Regions from separate parts of the Mus musculus genome. Here regions 1, 2 and 4 are each linked to region 3. Evidence: chromatin contacts called from public Hi-C, HiCAR-type and promoter capture Hi-C data. All regions are on one chromosome and are shown on one strand. Each heading gives the region's core, a stretch centred on a gene start, on an enhancer-like site or on the middle of the called end of the contact. The rest is flanking DNA. Distances are from core to core; before and after follow the strand shown. Region 1 holds the start of Zfp119a (zinc finger protein 119a). Region 2 holds the start of Zfp119b (zinc finger protein 119b). Region 3 holds the start of Clpp (caseinolytic mitochondrial matrix peptidase proteolytic subunit). Region 4 overlaps Pdzph1 (PDZ and pleckstrin homology domains 1).

Region 1 (5,202 bases), core at 2,314-4,813, 1.1 Mb after region 3:
ATCTTGAAAAAAATAATGAAAAAGAACATAAAGGCACAACTTATCCAAACATGATGAAAGCAGTGCTAAGAGGAAAACTCATAGCTCTGAGGGCCTCCAAAAAGAAACTGGAAAGAACATACACTAGCAGCTTGACAGCACACCTAAAAACTGTAGAACAAAAAGAAGCAAATTTACCCAAGAGGACTAGAAGACAGGAAATAATCAAACCCAGGGCTGAAATCAATCAAGTGAAAACAAAAAGAACTATATAAAGAATCAGCCAAACCAGGAGCTGATTTTTTGAGAAAATCAACAAGATAGGTAAGCCCTTAGCCAGACTAACCAGAGGGCACAGAAACAGTATCCAAATTAACAAAATCAGAATTGAAAAGAGAAATATAACAACAGAAACCAAGAAAATCAGAAAAATCATCAGATCCTACTACAAAAGCCTATACTCGACAACACTGGAAATGGACAATTTTCTAGACAGATACCAGGTACCAAAGTTAAACCAGGATCAGATTAACGATCTAAACAGTCCCATAACCGCTAAAGAAATAAAAGAGGTCATTAATAGTCTCCCAACCAAAAAAAGCCCAGGACCAGATGAGTAGAGTGCAGAATTCTACCAGTCATTCAAAGAAGACATAATGCGAATATTTTTTTTATGGTTTTAGAGCTTTATTGTAGAAAAGGAGAGAGAGAGAGCGAGAGCGAGAGCGAGAGCGAGAGCGAGAGAGAGAGAGAGAGAGAGAGAGAGAAGGAGAAGAGGCAGAGGGCAGCCAGGCCACGTGGAGAGAGGGGAGAACGGAAGGGGAGAGAGGGAGCAAGAGGGCTAGAGCAAAAGCAAAAGAAGCAAGAGGCCAATATTCTTCAATCGATTCCACAAAATAGAAACAGAAGGAACATTACCCAATTCATTCTATTAAGCTACAATTATGTTTCCACCTAAACCACACAAAGACCCAACAAAGAAAGAGAACTTCAGACCAATCTCCCTTATGAACACTGATGCAAAAATACTCAACACAATTCTTGCCAACCAAATCCAAGAACATGCTTGTACTGGCTAGTTTTGTGTCAACCTGACACAGCTGGAGTTATCACAGAGAAAGGAGTTTCAGTTGGGGAAAATGCCTCCACGAGATCCAGATGTAAGGCATTTTCTCAATTAGTGATCAAGCGGGGAGGTCCCCTTGTAGGTGGTGCCACCTCTGGGCTGGTAGTCTTGGTTCTATAAAAGAGCAGGCTGAGCAAGCCAGGGGAAGCAAGCCAGTAAGGAACATCCCTCCATGGCTTCTGCATCAGCTCCTGCTTCCTGACCTGCTTGAGTTCCAGTCCTGACTTCCTTAAGTGATGAACAGCAATGTGGAAGTGTAAGCCGAATAAACCCTCTCCTCCCCAACTTGCTTCTTGGTCATGATATTTTGTCCAGGAATAGAAAACCTGACTAAGACAACGATCATTCACCACGGTCAAGTAGGTTTCATCCCAGGGATGCAGGGATGGTTCAATAATACGGAAATCCATCAATGTAATCTACTACATAAACAAACTGAGAAAGCATTTGACAAAATCCAACACCCCTTCATGATAAAAGTCTTGGAAAGATCAGGAATTCAAGGCCCATACCTAAACATAATAAAAGCAATACACAGCAAACCAATAGCCAACATCAAACTAAATGGAGAGAAACTTGAAGCAATCCCACTAAAATCAGGGACTAGACAAGGCTGCCCGCTCTCTCCTTACCTATTCAATAAAGTACTCGGAGTCCTAGCCAGAGAATTAGACAACAAAAGGAGATGAAAGGGATACAAGTTGGAAAGGAAGAAGTCAAAATATCACTATTTGCAGATGATAATGATATTACACTTAAGTGACCCCAAAAATTCTACCAGAGAACTCCTACAGCTGATAAACAACTCCAGCAAGGTGGCTGGATATAAAAGGAACTCAAACAAATCAGTAGCCTTCCTGTACTCAAATGATAAACAGGCTGAGAAAGAAATTAGGGAAATGACACCCTTCACAATAGTCACGGTACTATTACATACCTTAGTGTGACTCTAACCAAGCAAATGAAAGATCTGTATGACAAGAACTTCGAGTCCCTGAAGAAAGAAATGGAAGATCTCAGAAGATGGAATGATCTCCCATGCTCATGGATTGGCAGGATTAATATAGTAAAAATGGCCACCTTGCCCCATACAATCTACCGAGTCAATGTAATCCCCATCAAAATTCCAACTCAATTCTTCACACAGTTAGAAAGAGCAATTTGCAAATTCATCTGGAATAACAAAAAAAGTAAAACAAAACGAAACAGGATAATGAAAACTATTCTCAATGATAAAAGAAATTCTGGGGGAATTCACTATCCCTGACCTCAAGCTGTATTACAGAGCAATAGTGATAAAAACTGCATGGTATTGGTATAGAGACCGGCAGGTAGATCAATGGAACAGAATTGAAGACCCAGAAATGAACCCACACACCTATGGTCACTTGATCACACCCTGGTCACCTCCCCTTTGGGGGCCAGAATAGTTGGTGTTTGGGTTCATAGACCAAGCTGGTTTAAACTTTTTTTTTTTGGAGACAGGATTTCTTTGTGTATCCTCCCTGGCTGTCCTGGAATTACTAGGCTTAAACTTTTGATGTCCTGACTCCACTTCCCAAGTGCTGGCATAATGAGCCAGTGCAACCACTAAAGGCTGGGAATGTGTTAGTGTTTTGGCTACCAGTGTTTAGCTGAAAGAAGTGTGAGCAATTTAGATGAGTCTTTTTAAAAATGGATGATGCCTGGTGAATATCAACCAGGAGGTTTAAATTTGACCTGGATAGTCTGGATGCTCTTTTGGCTGTGAGGCAGGTGGATCACTCCACTTGAGGTTGTTTAGTGATCTGTGTATGCTAGAGACCTTGTGCCTAGATTAAGGAGCCTCCTGAGTGCAGCAGAGCAGGGACGACTGTGCAGTCCTGCTGTTAGGAAACATAATGGAGTGAGGTGAAGTAGCTTTGGCAGATCGAGCTGAAGTGTGTCCTGAGAAATTACGCCATGCATCTGGTGTAAAAAAGCTTTATTGGGGGGTGGGGGTTGGGGGACTGAGGTCCTGGCGAAGGGACAGAGGCAGAGAAGTGGGCATATGACAGGCAGAGAGAGAAAGGAGCGCACACCGGGAACAGAGAGACGGCCTGCCGAGTAGGGAGAGAGCTCCGGTGGCTGGTGGGTGGATACATTCATCCTGAAACAGACCGGGCGCGCCTGATGGCATCGGCAGGTGATGGCATCTGATGACAGAAGTCTCTGCTAGGTCCCCGAGAGTAGGCTTGTGGACCTGCCTGTACGCTAACAGGCGCAAGTTCTATGGCAATGCCTGTCTCTCCGCGTCTGAGACAGTTCTGTGCCTGAGCGGACACCAGGACTGGGAACCACTGTGCTGTGATACTTCACAGCCCTCGGTGACTAGGGGAGCTGTCACTCATTCCTTACTAGCCAATCACGGCCGCATGGATCCGCTAGCCAGAATGGGGAGAGCACTTCCGTTCCCTAATACTAAAGGTTCGGGCTCGGGTCTGAGGGAGGCTCTTGTGGTTCCGTGTCCTGGTCTGCCACCCGCTGCCGGGAGCTGTGAGGAGAGCGGGGCGAGCTCGGTCTCCACGCCATGGTGAGCGGGGCCGCCGTCCCCACGCGGGGAGGAGCCTTGGGAGACTGTGTGGGGTTCCTCCCGGGGTGCGGGAACCGGCGGTCAGACTCGCCGCCCGGCGTGATTGCGTTTGTTCACCTGAGGTCCCTGCACCTCCGGAGCGGAAGCCGGACGTCTGACTTCGATCCCGGGCTGCGCCTGCGCAGAGTGTGGGGCGCGGGTCCTGGAGTGAAAACATCCTTGTTGCTGACGTCACCATGCAGTGAGCGCCTCAGCTGCTTTTCCTGTGTCCAGGGAAGGCAGATGTGCTGACATGGAGAACCCTAGTTTCTCCGGTGTCTTCTACAAGTTCTGCACTTGGCACCTGAGGTTCTGATGTATGATCCGTCCGCAGTTAATTCTGTGCAGATGCAAAGTGTTTGCCATCGACACAGACTTGTAGATGCCTTGACCGTCCAGTAACGTGTGTTAGTAAGGCCAGGCTCACTGGGTTTCCTGGCCTCTTTCATCAACATTTACTCTATTTTAGTTGTGTGTTTTTTTTTCTTTTCTTTCTAAATTTTCTCTCATGTTCTGTTGATCTCTATTCTTTCCCAGGAAGTACTGTGCAGGCAGGTTTTCCCGGTTCTCTGAGAGAACTGGGTGGGGAGGGAAACAAGGGATAATAGCGAGCAATCAGAGAAAAGATACACACTTAAACCTGAGTTTGCAGGCCTCCAATTGTTTAATTTCTTCTTAGACAAGTTAGGGAAGGTTATTTTAAGGAAGCCTGTAACCCCTCTAGAGGAGTTAGTGTAGAGGAGTAAAGCTTTGTTCTCTTTATTTACTAAGACCAAACCTTCCTTGTTAGTTAGAAAAGACCTGTTCTGTCCCATAGTAAGGAGAAGTCTGCCTGCTCCTTCTGCTCTCTGCAGCTCTTTTTTTTTTCTCTTCCCTCTGCATTCTGTACATTGCTCTCATAGTTGTTTTTTTTTTTTTTTATGTTATCTATGGTTTCTAAGTTGTTCCACTCTGTATTCTCCTTCTAATCTTGCTCTCTCTTTCTGTTCAGATGTCACAAAAATGCTCTTATTCTCATTGCCTATATGATTTGATTTATGCCCCACAGGGTTGCCTTGGTCCAATCTTTCCTTCTTTGTAAAGGAAAAGTGTATTCTGAGCCCATGCATGTTGAGAAGTTATACTTTTTGTTTATTTTGATTTATAGAATTTGTATATTTTGAGTTTATATGATGTCAAAGTCAAGAGATTGCCCTTAGTATTCGACGAAACTTTAGACATTTAAACAGTGTTGGGACTGTGATATAATATGGAGATCTTTGAAATGAGAATAATTACATTTTGAATTATTGCTAGACTAGGAGCCTGTGATGGTTTGAATATGCTTGGCCCGTGGGAAGTGGCACTATTAGGAGGTTAGAGCCTCATCGGAAGAGGTGTGGCCTTGTTAGAGGAAGAGTGTGACTAAGAGGGTAGGCTTTACGGTCTGCTACAGCTCAAGCTTCACCCAGTGTAGAGAGCCTTTTCTTAGCTGCCTGTGGAAGAAAGTCTCCTGGTTGCAATTGGA
Region 2 (4,445 bases), core at 596-3,095, 1.0 Mb after region 3:
GGAAGGGTCTGGCTAAGTTAACCAAGTATTTTGTAAACACAGCCTGTAGTCATACCAGGCCTTAAACTTGTGATGCTTCGGACTCACCATTCCATGTGGTGGGATTCCAAGAACAGACCACCACTCTTGACTCTAAATGCATGTGAGAAATTAGCAATTTGTGTCGGCCTTTTTTCAAAAGGTAGTTTAGCTAAAGGTGTTTCAATTATGGTTTTAAAAAAAATCAACTTTTGGTGCCATTAGTAGTTTATTATTCCCTATCATGTAGCTGTCATCTCCAATCTCTCCTACTCTTTCTTTCTCAGCACTAGCTGTCCATGAATTGATTCTTGGGTTCCTATTTTCATATGTGTTTTTGTTTAGGTTGGAGGTGGGTCTTTGGGGAGCTAGGCCTATCCAAGGCTTTCTCAGATGCCCCGATGAAAGCACCAAGGGATCATTGCTTTTGTGACCTCTCCAAGAGCAGACTTGGGAAGGTCTGGTCTGGTGCTTGGGCAAGCATCTTGAAGGAGTCAAAGGAACCACGGTCTTCAGTTATCAGTCTCATGGGTATCAGTCTCATGGCCAGTGTGTGCTCACTATGAGGTATCTATCCTGTGTCCTTCTAGCCAACATTGCTAAATTATCTTTCTGCTGACTGTCTCATTCTCCACCTATAGTGTATCAGAGCTGTATATCATCTGAAAAAACTTGCTTAACATGAGCCATCATGTTATGCAAGACATAGTGACCCCAAACTTTCTATTTTTGTCTTCTCCTCCCAGGTTCTCACCCTGGTCACCTCCCCTTTGGGGGCCAGAATAGTTGGTGTTTGGGTTCATAGACCAAGCTGGTTTAAACTTTTTTTTTTTTTGTGAGACAGGATTGCTTTGTGTATCCCTCCCTGGCTGTCCTGGAACTACTCTTTATACTAGGCTTAAACTTTTGATGTCCTGACTCCATTTCCCAAGTGCTGGCATGATGAGCCAGTGCAACCACTAAAGGCTGGGAATGTGTGTTTTGGCTACCAGTGTTTAACTGAGAGAAGTGTGAGCAATTTAGATGAGTCTTTTTAAAAAATGGTTGATGCCCGGTGAATATCAACCAGGAGGTTTAAATTTGACCTGGATAGTCTGGGTGCCCTTTTGGCTGTGAGGCAGGTGGATCACTCCACTTGAGGTTGTTTAGTGATCTGTGTATGCTAGAGACCTTGTGCCTAGATTAAATAGCCTCCTGGGTGCAGCAGAGCAGGGACGACTGCAGTCCTGCTGTTAGGAAACATTATATAGTAAGGTGAAGTAGCTTTGGCAGATCGAGCCGAAGTGTGTCCTGAGAAATTACGCCATGCATCTGGTGTAAAAAAACTTTATTGGGGGTGGGGGTTGGGGGACTGAGGTCCTGGGGAAGGGACAGAGGCAGAGAAGTGGACATGACAGACAGAGAGAGAAAGAAGCGCACACGGGGAACAGAGAGACGGCCTGCTGAGTAGGGAGAGAGCTCCGGTGGCTTAGGTGGATACATTCATCCTGAAACAGACCGGGCGCGCCTGGTGGCATCAGCAAATGATGGCATCTGATGACAGAAGTCTCTGCTAGGTCCCCGAGAGTAGGTTTGTGGACCTGCCTGTACGCTAACAGGCGCAAGTTCTGTGGCGATATGTCCCTGTCTCTCCGCGTCTGGGACAGTTCTGTGCCTGAGCGGAGACCAGGACTGGGAACCACTGTGCTGTGACACTTCACAGCCCTCGGTGTCTAGGGGAGCTGTCACTCATTCCTCACTAGCCAATCACGGCCGCATGGATCCGCTAGCCAGAATGGGGAGAGCACTTCCGTTCCCTAATACTAAAGGTTCGGGCTCGGGTCTGAGGGAGGCTCTTGTGGTTCTGTGTCCTGGTCTGCCACCCGCTGCCGGGAGCTGTGAGGAGAGCGGGGCGAGCTCGGTCTCCACGCCATGGTGAGCGGGGCCGCCGTCCCCACGCGGGGAGGAGCCGCGGGAGACTGTGTTGGGTTCCTCCCGGGGTGCGGGAACCGGCGGTCAGACTCGCCGCCCGGCGTGATTGCGTTTGTTCACCTGAGGTCCCTGCACCTCCGGAGCGGAAGCGCGACGTCTGACTTCGATCCCGGGCTGCGCCTGCGCAGAGTGTGGGGCGCGGGTCCTGGAGTGAAAACATCCTTGTTGCTGACGTCACCATGCAGTGAGCGCCTCAGCTGCTTTTCCTGTGTCCAGGGAAGGCAGATATGCTGACATGGAGAACCCTAGTTTCTCCGGTGTCTTCTACAAGTTCTGCACTTGGCACTTGATGTTCAGGAGTAGGATCCGTCCGCAGTTAGCTCTGTGCAGATGCAAAGTGTTTGCCATCGACACAGACTTGTAGATGCCTTGACCGTCCAGTAACGTGTGTTAGTAAGGCCAGGCTCACTGGGTTTCCTGGTCTCTTTCATCAACATTTACTCTATTTTACTTGTGTATTTTTTTTTTTTTCTGTCTAAGTTTGTTCTCATGTTCTGTTGATCTCTATTCTTTCCCAGGAAGTACTGTGCAGGCAGGTTTTTCCGGTTCCCTGAGAGAACTGGGTGGGGAGGGAAACAAGGGATAATACAGAGAAAAGATACATACTTAGATCTGAGTTTGGTCAGGCAGTGGTGGCGCACGCCTTTAATCCCAGCACTTGGGAGGCAGAGGCAGGTGGATTTCTGAGTTCGAGGCCAGCCTGGTCTACAGAGTGAGGTCCAGGACAGCCAGGGCTACACAGAGAATCCCTGTCTTGAAAAAGCCAAAACCAAACCAAACAAAAGAACAACAACAAACAGAAAAAACATAACAAAAAACCCCTGAGTTTGCAGGCCTCCAATTGTTTAATCTCTACTTAGACAAGGTAAGGAAGGTTATATTAAGAAAACCTGTATCCCAGCCAAAGGAGTTGTCTCTTCCCTATTTGGAAGAAATATTTTCTATCTTTTGTCTATCTGTCTGCTTATTTTTTTTTCTTGCTGTTTATATTTTCTTTCTTTATTGCAGCTGTTTGAGGTTTTGATGTCAGGTTATCGCTGTGTTTAGTATATGTCCAGTTTTGTGTGTTGATTATTTTTTTCATTCTTGGTTACTTATTTTCATCAGTTTCCTTTGGTATCAAAAATGGTGACACTTTTTATTGGGCATTTGTTGAATTTATAGCTCAAATTCTGCATTGTGATATTTTAGCATACTAGCCAAGATGGCAGCATACTACACAGTTGCTTTCTACTCAAGGTTAGGTCATTTCCTGCTAAGGTGAGGCCATCTTCCATCTTCTCAAAGGTTAAATGTAAAGTGCTACAGCCTTTTCCTTAGAAATACCCTTTTACGAGGTTGGCATAAACATAGAAGGAGATGGTACCTATGTCATGGTCTAGGCAGGTAGACCTCCCCACAGTTATGGAATAGAAGATAGATGTCCATGGCCTCAAGCAGAGACAGTTGATTCCATCCTTGTCTTACCATATAGATTGTATTGTGGAAGGCACGCTTTGTCATCTACCTATTTTACCTTCTCAGTCCTCAGACTCAAAGTATTGCTTTGCCTCATGTTATTCCAATTGAGTATGATCTGAGCTGTGATCAGACAGATCTCCTTGTTGGCTGGAATGTAAGACTTCCACATTTCAACTAGTTAAATAGTTGAATCACATTGAAAGCCTTGATAACCTTGTGTTGCACGTCTGCACAGCTAGAAATGCAGCTCCCACACGGCATCATCTACAACAGTCACACTTTAAGCACGCGAGAGAGTGCCTTCATTGCTTCCTCCTGACCTCATCCAAGGTTTTCCAGGTTCCATGAGGGAATGGTGCAGGGAGGGAAACGAGGAATAATACCATGTACTCAGAAAAAAGATAAGGACTTAAGCTGCAGTTTGGGGGCCTCCAATTGTTTAATCTCTTCCTGGAGAGGCTAGGGAAGGTTATATTAAGGAAGCCTATAACCTACTGAGAGGAGCTGGTTCCTCACTGTTCGGATGAAATATTGTCTTTGTCTTTTTCTCATTTTCTTTTTTCTCTCTTTCCCCCTTTCTCTACTTCCTTTATTTTCTTTCACTTTTTTCCCTTCAGAGCTGCTTTCTACTTAGGTTATGTACCTGTCATGGTTTATATTAGCTCAACAGCCTCATGGTCCTATTTTTGGTTGCTTGGTCTTCAATTAGTAGAACTGTGTAAACTTAAGCAGTATGACCTATGGGAGAAGGTTTGTCTTATTTGTTCAGGTGTGTAATTCTAGGTGACTTTTTGAGGTTTCAAAAGACCAGAGCAAGGCAGGTGTTTCTTTCTGTTGTCTGCCTGTGTATCAGGATGTAACACTCAGCCCCATGCCTGCCTATCATGATGCTTCCTTTCAAGATGACAATGGACTATCACTATAATCACTCCCAAATGTATTCCATTATTAGAGTTGCCTTGGTCATATTGCACTTTCACAGCCATCGGACAGTC
Region 3 (4,491 bases), core at 1,697-4,196:
CCTCCCCAGCCATGAAAATACTTATCTCAAAGCAGTGGTAGCAGGATCTCAGTAGGCTAGAGGCCAGCCTGATCTACAGAGTGAACTACAGCACAGCTGAGGCTAAAAGATGAGACCCGTCTCCAACCAACAAACAAGAAGGAGCGGCACTCCCGTTCTAGTTCCCACTAGACGTCCCTGCAGAAAGCGTACTCACCCTGGCTCCTCCAGAGGGCTGGTGGATCATGATTCTGGAATTGGGCAGTGAATGGCGCATGCCCGGGCTGCCAGCAGCGAGGAGCAGGGAGCCCATGCTGGCAGCCTGTCCAACACACCACGTGCAGATGGGGTTCAGGATGTACTGCATTGTGTCGTAGATGGCCAGGCCCGCAGTTACCACACCACCTGTAGGCAGTGGAGCAAGTAAGGGCCCAGGGGGATCCTACCCCAGTACCCTTCCAGCAAGCCACAAGGGCAAATGTTGTTTGAGGGGTGGGGTGGGGGACATGATCAGACACGTACACGTGACAACACACACAGAATTAAGTAAAAGGAACCAAAGGGCTGTTAGCCACCTCTCAGCTGTGCATCAACATAGTAAAGCTGGCTACTTCCTGCTCGTCCAGGCCCACGGGCCCAGCACAAGGCAGACGCGAGCTTTCTTACTGTCCACGTGGAGCTGGATGAGAAGACAGATGCGTGCCTAACTGACAGCCCGCCCAGTGTCCAGTCATTGAAACCGCCCAGCCTTGAGCAGCTGAGAAGTATTATCTGGTGACGGTGCTCTCCACCAAACCTAACAAACTGAACTCAATTCCCAGGACCCACAGGACAGGCAGGAGCCCACATCACATGGACCCATACATATCAGGGAAAACCCACAGGTTGTCCTCTAATCTACACGCACACACACAGTGGAATGTACTCACCCATCCATATACACAGAAATAAATGTAACTTAATATTTTTCTTTTTTTTAACCAGTCTTTTCTTTTTCTTTTCTTTTCTTTTCTTTTTTCTTTTTTCCAAGACAGGGTTTCTCTGTGTAGCCTGACTGTCCTAGAACTCACTCTGTAGACCAGGCTGTCCTCGAACCCAGAAATCTGCCTGCCTCAGCCTCCCAAGTGCTGGGATTAAAGGCGTGTGCCACCACCGCCTGGCTTAATATTTTTCTTAAAAATGAACTATTTCTTCAGAGTTTGGTGGTTCAGCTAAACTAAATCCCTAAGGTGAGAGGACTGCAGAGGATCTGGGCTATCTCTGTCTCAAAACAGGCTTTGTTTGTTTGTTTTAATTCAGCTACTCTCGAAGCAAGGGAGACTGCTCAGTTGCTAAAATGTATGTGGACTCAAGTTCAGATCCCCAGTCCCCACAAAGTAGGCATGGCAGCACACACTTGTAATTCTAGCACTAGGGAGGTGGAGGCAGAAGGACCCTCAGGCTCATTGACCCGGTATACTAGCATATTTGGAAAGTTCCAGGCCAGTGAGAGACCGTCTTAGAGTGATTTTTTTCTCTCTCTCTCTTTTTGTTTTTTTTTGTTTTTTTTCGAGAAAGGGTTTCTTTCTTTCTTTCTTACTTTTTTTTGTTTGTTTGTTTTTCGAGATAAGAGTTCTTCTCTGTGTAGCTCTGGCTATCCTGGAACTCACTCTGTAGACCAGGCTGGTCTCGAATTCAGAAATCAGCCTGCCTCTGCCTCCCAAGTGCAGGAATTAAATGTGTGCACTACCATACCCTGCTTTGAGCGATTTTAAATTTTAGATTCTGTAGGAGGCACAAGGCTGCATGTCTTCCCCAAAGGGGCTATCTCTGACCCCACAACCAGGCTGTCCTGGCTTACCTGGGCTGTTGATATACATATGAATGGGCTTCTTGTTGCTTTCAGACTGTAAGAACAACAGCTGGGCAATGACCAGACTGGCCACACTGTCGTCAATCTGCAGGTGGGGAGAGCAGAGGTATCCTCAGGTTGAAGGTGGGATGGATAGAGGCTTAAGGAGTTGAGGCCCTGGGAACCAGGAATTTCCAGCACAGGAAGAGATGGCTGGGGAAGCCCCAGATAGTGGAAGACCCTAAGCTGGGGACAAGACTGGGACGGAGTGCTCTCCTAGCAGGCAAAAGGCCCTGGGTTTAAGCACTGCCTACACCTGGTCTGGTTTAGGAACCTCATCCCTCCCTCAAATGTCCTGTCAGCTACATGGGGAGTTCAAGGCCAGCCTGGGACCCTGACTCAGAAGACCAAAGGATAAACTGAAACAAAGAATGGCTGACAACAGCAGACTATGGTAAGAATGCACATTTTACATTCCAACGTTTGGGAAGCTATGGCAGGACGATGGAAAGGTAGGGGCTAGCCTGTACTACAAAGCAAAAATTTTGCTCAAGTTTTTTTTTTTTTTTTTTAAAGAATGTTTAAGGTCAGGGTCTAGGGCCTAGGGTCTAGGAGGTCACCAAGGATGAGGGGGAAGAGGGGGTTATATGACACAGAGCTTGACAAAGGATAAATGTTGGTGAGACAACAAGGTGTGCCCGGGAAGGACCGGGGTCGCTCACCGGGCCCATGACGCACACGATGCGTTCCCGCAACAGCCTCGAGTATATGTCATAAGCGCGCTCGCCTCGACCCTTCGTGGGAAAAGAAGATGTGAAAGGTCATCCTCCCTTGCACGCCGACCGACTACAAGCCTCCGCGCCATGTCCCCATCAGGTCACCGTACCGTCTGCTCCACCACTATGGGGATGAGCGGGAAAGCTCGCGTCGCAGTTCCATGCAGGCTCCTCCGCAGGGGTGAGCAGCTCACAGCAGTCCATGGCGGGGAGAAATGCACGGCAAGGCGAGACAACAGAGCGCGACATCCGTCCACAGCCACCCGGGCCTCCCCCAGCAGCACTCTGGGCCACATGACGACGCGCACTCCGGCTTGGCTTCCGGAACTACAACACCCGGCGTGCTTTGCGGGAGTCACTGGCTCATCCACTTCCGAGAACAGAATAAGCGGAACTGAAGAAGGCGGGGATAAGTCTGTGGGTGGGGTCCTCGTTAGAGGTAGGCGTTCGAATAAATAAGAAAAACCCGCGTATTAGTCCCATGGAAGTTCTCGGACGAGGTTGCGCTGTTCCCGGTGCCCACGCGGGAAGAAGCTCACGGAGGTGCTCACCAAAGGGTGAGAAGAGGCTTAGGGGACGCACCAGCCCACCACCATCGTCCCGCAGCAATCAGGTCCACGTGCTGGCCTGTAACCAATTGATCTTCCAGAACTACAATTCCCAGCTGCTTTGCGACCCCTGACTCCCGTATAGGCTCGCTAGAGAAAGGAGGAGAGTGTCTCTGGGACAGGACTTAGACCAGGAATCGCCAGGGGATTTATTGAACAATGTAGTTTAGGGCATTGTGAACACTGAGATAGGAGAGGAGGCCTGGATCTTGCCACAAGTTCTGGACGTTCGCTACACCTGTATTCGTTTTCAGAGGGCGTCCAGCTTTCTAGAAGCGTTCCTTTTTTGTCCAAGTAAAACTGGAGGGTAGGTAGACAGTGCCTACTGTCCATGTGCATGGTCCTATACCTTGAGAAATACTGTGCCCGCCATCTCGATCTGTCGCCGTAAGACCAAGATTCTGGGAGCTCCCCCCACCGCCATACCTGCCTCGTCTGTGCCTACGTTGCAGCTGGAGGCTCTTGGAAGAGGTGAAACTGAGCCATTGAACCTGCGACAGTCAGGCAATCACCTCTGCATTCATCTTCTTTGTCTTCCCTGCAACTCTTTTAAAAAAATAATATAGATATAGATATTTAGATATAGATTTATTTATTATTATTCATAAGTACACTGTAGCTGTCTTCAGATGCACCAGAAGAGGGCGTCAGATCTCATTAAGGGTGGTTGTAAGCCACCATGTGGTTGCTGGGATTTGAACTTAGGACCTTGGGAAGAGCAGTCAGTGCAACTCTTTTTAGCAGCCACACTTTTTCCCACGTGTCACTCCCCTCTGCCCTGTGCTAGGCTCCTTTACAATACATCTGTATCGGGCTGAGACATCATGCTCTGCTACCACCTCAGGCACATTCTGGAACTTTCTTAATTGTCGCCTGATGTAAGCATTACTTAAAGCGGTTGCCATGTTCCCTGAGGAAGATACACTTGCGTAACTGGAGACTTGTACCTTTAAATTGCATAAAAGCCAGACATGACCATCAAAAGCCAGAGATGTTTTTCCCTAGAGCTCTCCAAACGACACAGGCTCTTGTCATTACTCTGGGTTGCTCACCATAATTAGATGACAAGACTCAGTTGCTGAAGACACCAGTCACTTTGGTGTCTTCATGGGTCATGCAGAAACCAAACTGGAATTGACCTGGAGATTTCCTCCCAGCTGATTCAATTTCATAGTACCAGAAGGTAACATTTGGTCTGGATAAGACCACTTATGACAAAAGTCATAAGTGGTCTTATCCAGGGGTGGACCTCGAGTGCTGCAACTCCATCTGGTGGCAAGATGTGGCTGCTGGTGCA
Region 4 (5,155 bases), core at 939-3,438, 1.9 Mb before region 3:
TTGTAGAAAAAGGCTTATAGTCAGGGTTCAACACTCGCTGTTTCATGCATCCAGTGGAGTCCTCGGAATGTATCCTTTGAGGATAAGTGAGCAGTATTGTGTACTACATTTAGACATGACCCTCTAAAACAAGCATTTCATTTAAAAGCTTATGGTGCAGATGCCTGTGTTGTGCCCATAGCTTTCAGGCGGTTAAACCCACTGCACTGTTTCATAGACATTTTTATTTTAATAGTGTGGGTGTTGAGACAGGGTCTCAGGTTTTCCTTCTACTCTATATAGTCTAGACTTGCCTCAAACTTTTCTAATCTCATCTTCATACCCTGAGCACCAAGATTCATGGCATATGCCACCATACCCAGTTCCCCCCATCCTCCTCCTCTTCCACTTCCTCCTCCTCCTCTTTCCTCTTCTTGCTCTTTTTGTAATGGTAAGTATTGCATGGTACTAGTTATCCTCTAAGGGCAATTTAAGAGCCAAGAAAAATGGTAACAAATGAGCAATTCAATTGAGAACATAAATTTCTCTTCAAAGCTCTAGAGCTTGGGTAGCTCCAACTCAAATACTGTTGCCAAACCTCCCTTTGGCTAACTTTCCAGAAGAAACCTGTCTCTCTGGGCACAGCATCAGGATTTGTCCAATGACAAGCTCATTTCCCTGCAAGGTCTCCCAGGGCCTCCTGGGGTCTGGAATCTTGCTGCTGCCAGGAAGCTACATGGTGCAGTCAGCCTATATTTAATCACACTGAAAACCTGATTTCCAACTTCAGGCAAACTGAAAAAGGCAGCACAAAATTCTCAGTTTGCAGCCAGTTGTCTCTGCTGATGTCACATCTGCAGCCAGGGATTTTTGTAAAAAACAGGGAAAGAGCCATAGCTCTGGGCAAAGGTGAACGACCTTCTGGGTGGGTGCACTTCTGTTGAAACGGTGTGTGGCTGCCAATTCAGAGGCAGTCAAATGACCTTCCTGGGTTTGTTTTGTTTTGTTTCCAGAGAACAAAAGTCACGAAGCTTCAAGTGGGAAATTCATTACTCATAAACAAGGGTGTGATTTTCATGCCCATTTAACTTTCTGGTTTCAAGTAAATAAATAAATAAATAAATGCATAGATACACAAATATTATTAAATAATGTCGGGAGGAGTTTATAGTTCCTCAAGAATCAGAACTTCTCTTTGTCCACGACACAATGATGGCAATAAGTATAGCAATGAAATCGTTCCTCACCCCCTCCTTCTGTCTCACCACACCCTTTACTGCTCTCCTGATCCAAGGGCATGGTTGGTCATTCGCATCTTCTCATGGCCATCAAGGAGTGGGGGTTTTAGTTGCTGGCAGGGAGAAGGTGCTTCAAAGTGTCACCCAGAGAAAAAGGGTCTCAGTGTCATTAACAAAGCTCCGAAGGGCACCCCTCAGCTTTGCTGCAGCTCTCCAGTGTTGTATCTTCTTGGCTCTCCATTTTATTCACCCTTTCCTGAGATGTTTCCCTTTAACACCAGCTTTCTTTCTGTCTAGATTTGTCTTGGCTCTTGTTTTCTTCACACAGTATGATTTTTTTCCTCATGTTTAAAGATGCCTTTCCCTGCCTCCTTACAAGTCTTTGGATTTTTCAGGGCTCTACCTCCAGACAAAATAAAACATACACACAGTGTTCTCAGTTTTTGTTTGTGTGTGTGTGTTTTATTTGTTTGTTTGTTTGATTGGCTTTTTTTAAAGACTCGGAACTGGCAACTCCAAATTTTTATCACTTTCAAACCAAAGTTTTGACCAAACAAAAAACTCAAAGGCATCTGTAGGTATATTTATTTTAACAGAGGATCTCACAAACACACAAATGTTCTTGTCTTTGTTCTTCTGCATTAAAAAAAATCTATTTTACAAGTGTGTTCACTCTAAGTTGGGTCTTGTCCTCATTAAAGTTTGGTGTTTCTCTTTTCTCAACAGCCTGGCCTTTGGAATTAGTTCTGTAAAAAATATTATTTCCATGAGAGAAAACACCAACATTAACCAAGGACCTCTGGCACAAACAGCCCAAGTTCCTTTATTCTTAGTCTATAGCCTTTGGACATCACTAAACAATTCCTATTTAAATCCCCTCAGCAACCGTGCTATTTTAATCAATCCTGCACACAGGCAGCAGCTGAACCTGTGAACTGGCTCAGGAATAGAAAGCCCTGTCAGAGGATTTCTGTGCCTTGGACAAAAGAACAGAAAGTTGTGGCGAATGCAGCCTTGAAGAATTTTTCATTGCATCTGAGCTCAGAGGGACTTTTGGTGGAGCTGTAGGGAAGGGATTAAACAAAGACCATGTAATAGTCATTGTCAAGCTAAAAGACTGAATTTTGCTTAAGGAATTCAGTTTTCAGACTTGACAGTAAAAGACAAGCTGGATTTTAATTGTTCTTCACTTCTAGAAACCATTTGATTAGTGAGAGCAGTGCCACAGCAGTTTTAGGATTAGAGTGAGTGGGGTCTCTCTTTCAACATCTGGATCTCACCAAGAGAGGGACTTAATGTTCTTGTACCAGTGAAATAGAGGTAAAAGACTAGGCACAGAAAGCTCAGCTGCAGGAGAAGCCACATCTGCTGCGATGCCCCATGATCAAAGTGTCACTGCAGCTGCTTCCAGGGACACAGAAGGCTCATCGGTGGGGGACAGAATACAACAGCTGAGATTATTAAAAATGAAATCTTGGCCATGATGCATAGCCTAAAGAGAAAGTAGCCCTGGTGTTAAAATCCAATCCATTAAGTTGTTCATTTTTCTCATTAAAATGTGACTTGAGCAAGCAGGGAAGACCTCTTAAATGACTAGAGGCTCTCATCCTGATTGTATAGTGTGCTGTGAGTAAACTCTGTTGAGTTCTCCTACATCAAAGGATATGGAAGGATGCTGACATTCCCTGAGTAATCAAGCAACACTGACATGAAGGCCAGAATCCCCTTGTCTGTAAAATAGGTCCACACAAAGGCAGACCCCCTGGGTATTTGCTTTCAGCAAATGAACACCAAAGATCCTTAGATTTCATTTCTATTTCTAATTCAACATTAAAATGTGCCTGGAAATGCAACTATGTAACCAAAGTGTTGAATAACACATGCACTGAATATTGATTCCAAAAGCCAACAGTCTCTCATATCCCAGTGATCCATGAAGGCAGACATTTGACAGATGCAGTGTGGAAAGCCACTGATGGAAGACAGGGGTAATATTCTGCTTCTATGCCATCCCTGTAATACTAGGACTGGACCTAATAGTCTTCCTCTAAAATGGTGCTATGAAGATTACAGCATAGTCCTTGAAGGTGCCACAGAAGCATGAGGTAATGCCTCATGTTGAAGAATACCCTTGTGCTTATTCACCTCTATGCCAAAGGCATGCATATAAATATGCACAGAAGTGCTACTCAAAATAGCCCCACACCAGAAAAAAAAAATCTGTCAACTTATGCATGGAGAAACAAAATGTGACCTCTCCTACAATAGACTATCATCCAGTCTTTAAAAAGAATGAAGTGCTAGTTCCTGCTTCAATTTAGTCATTTCAAGATATTACACTAAGAGGAAAAAAATCACAAGTTATATAGTTGTACTAATATTAAACATCCAGGAATATTGGATGTGTAACGACCAAAAAAGTCTGTTTATCTGTGATTTGGAAATGGTATCTACTAATGGGAAATCAACTGAAAGGAAACTTGGACGTTAATGCGAGTGTTCTGAAACTGAATTACAATGGTGGTTTCTTATCTTCGTAAGTTTACTAAAGAGTTATATGTCCATATAACTATATAATGGGTGAAGTCATGTTGTGTAAGTTGCATCTCCATGCAGAGGTGATAAAACAGATATGAATAATGATGAGAAAATTTTGAGAAAGAACTATAAAATAAACAAAATCAAAACAGTTTAATTGTAATGTTATTTTAGTTTTACATTAATATCATAGTATGCTAAAATATTGTACTTTATAGAAAAGCTATTCTTTAGTGTTTTTGTACTACTTCTGATGCATTTTAGGAGATGATAAAGATAATTGTTTCAGGAGCATTTGTCAACTCAGTGAATGAATGGAAACAACTTAGAAGGGGACCTGACACACAGTAAGCCTGGAATCCATAGTGTAGGTGCTCTCTAGAGATGTCACGCAATTATAAGGTACATTGTGTGATACAGGTTTCTTTTCATGTCTTGTTTTTCTGATAGAAAAGTTGGCATTAATAATACTTTCCCAAATGTTCATAAATAAAGCTCATATTAAGAACATCTATTCAAAAGATGCTTAAAAATTACATAATACAAATAATTTGTTACACTGTGTCATATATTAAGTAGAATATAATCTGCAAAGTGTGTTTTCCTTTCTTTTCATTTTAAAGAAAAAAAATAATCAACTTAAAATAAACATTGTGGCATTCCTTTCTTTTTCATTTTCTCCATTAACTGATCATCTTCTTTATCAATTATAGGATGAAGGGAAGTGGCCACCTCTAGACATGATAAAATTAGAAGGAGCAGAAGTTGACATTGACAACAGCTTGGGAAAACCATTTGTATTTAACTGTATGCCTCAGTCTGGAAGTAGAATACTCTGCCTCTGTGCAACCTCAAACCAAGAGATGAAGAGGTAACCCAGCAATCTCCCGGTCTGGGTTTACTTCTAGAGGGGGATGTTTCATAAGGGGTAGACTTGCAAACGCTTGAGGCAGAAATTAGAAAAAGAACAAAAAGTGGTAGTGTATATTGTATTGAGTACAGTAAGTTTAGGATGTTGTTATTTCTTCTTTTTATTTCAACCAGAGTCTCCAAAAAATATGACCACACTAAGTTAATATTACTACTTCAACTCTCCTTCCTTTTTTTTTTCTTTTAAAAAAAGATGAAAGTTCAATAAGGCCACAGCTCCTAAACTATGAATAACCCTCATTCCTAACAAATGGCCAGATATATGCATTGTAAGATAGATAGTTAATGGTATAAACTACTAAGGCATAATATGCAACAACACACTATAGTGAGATGAGCTAAATGCGTGAAGAAGATAAAACAATAGGGATTTGAGTGGGGAAGACTCTGTTGATATTGTGTAAATACACAATCCACAAAGAAAGAGTGTTTCAGCATTCTATGGAGGTAACAATGTGTTCTGACCATTA

What was found. Promoter capture Hi-C pulls out the DNA fragments that hold promoters and counts their contacts. Hi-C and Micro-C count contacts between places; a contact is called where the count stands out from the background. HiCAR-type assays count read pairs that join an accessible place to other places.
Region 1: a contact with region 3 is called in a promoter capture Hi-C map of liver, with 2.5 times the contacts expected there. The contact joins the promoter of Zfp119a here to the promoter of Clpp in region 3. A contact is called at or near these places in 4 of 39 promoter capture datasets (hippocampal neurons, liver and pre-B cells), 1 of 115 datasets of contacts at active chromatin or transcription factors (astrocytes) and 1 of 9 other capture datasets (adipose tissue).
Region 2: a Hi-C map of liver shows a contact between it and region 3, with 4 times the contacts expected there. The contact joins the promoter of Zfp119b here to the promoter of Clpp in region 3. A contact is called at or near these places in 1 of 39 promoter capture datasets (embryonic stem cells), 4 of 484 Hi-C or Micro-C datasets (double positive thymocytes, liver, olfactory sensory neurons and 1 more), 1 of 115 datasets of contacts at active chromatin or transcription factors (astrocytes) and 1 of 9 other capture datasets (liver).
Region 4: a contact with region 3 is called in a HiCAR-type map of astrocytes, with 4 times the contacts expected there. The contact joins the enhancer-like site here to the promoter of Clpp in region 3. A contact is called at or near these places in 1 of 39 promoter capture datasets (pre-B cells) and 1 of 115 datasets of contacts at active chromatin or transcription factors (astrocytes).

The regions. Positions count from the first base shown.
Region 1 is chr17:55,877,314-55,882,515 of GRCm38.p6, reverse strand. Zfp119a (zinc finger protein 119a) reads left to right here and starts at 3,563. Exons shown (of 4, transcript NM_144546.6): 1 at 3,563-3,656. The coding sequence starts at 3,654.
Region 2 is chr17:55,942,659-55,947,103 of GRCm38.p6, reverse strand. Zfp119b (zinc finger protein 119b) reads left to right here and starts at 1,845. Exons shown (of 4, transcript NM_146249.4): 1 at 1,845-1,932. The coding sequence starts at 1,930.
Region 3 is chr17:56,988,719-56,993,209 of GRCm38.p6, reverse strand. It overlaps Clpp (caseinolytic mitochondrial matrix peptidase proteolytic subunit), which reads right to left and starts at 2,946. Exons shown (of 6, transcript NM_017393.2): 1 at 2,697-2,946; 2 at 2,533-2,604; 3 at 1,820-1,916; 4 at 197-384. The coding sequence starts at 2,882. It overlaps Gm33509 (a long non-coding RNA gene), which reads left to right and starts at 3,287. Exons shown (of 2, transcript XR_385672.4): 1 at 3,287-3,501.
Region 4 is chr17:58,887,479-58,892,633 of GRCm38.p6, reverse strand. Pdzph1 (PDZ and pleckstrin homology domains 1) reads left to right here. Exons shown (of 13, transcript NM_027001.1): 9 at 4,469-4,626. Among named protein-coding and RNA genes, the nearest start is that of Gm33751, 54 kb to the left of the region's middle. Within about 2 kb of position 2,188, at least 15 of the 459 cell types and tissues checked have an H3K27ac peak or open chromatin away from gene starts, as enhancers often do. A contact at or near this core is called in astrocytes, where this site is marked.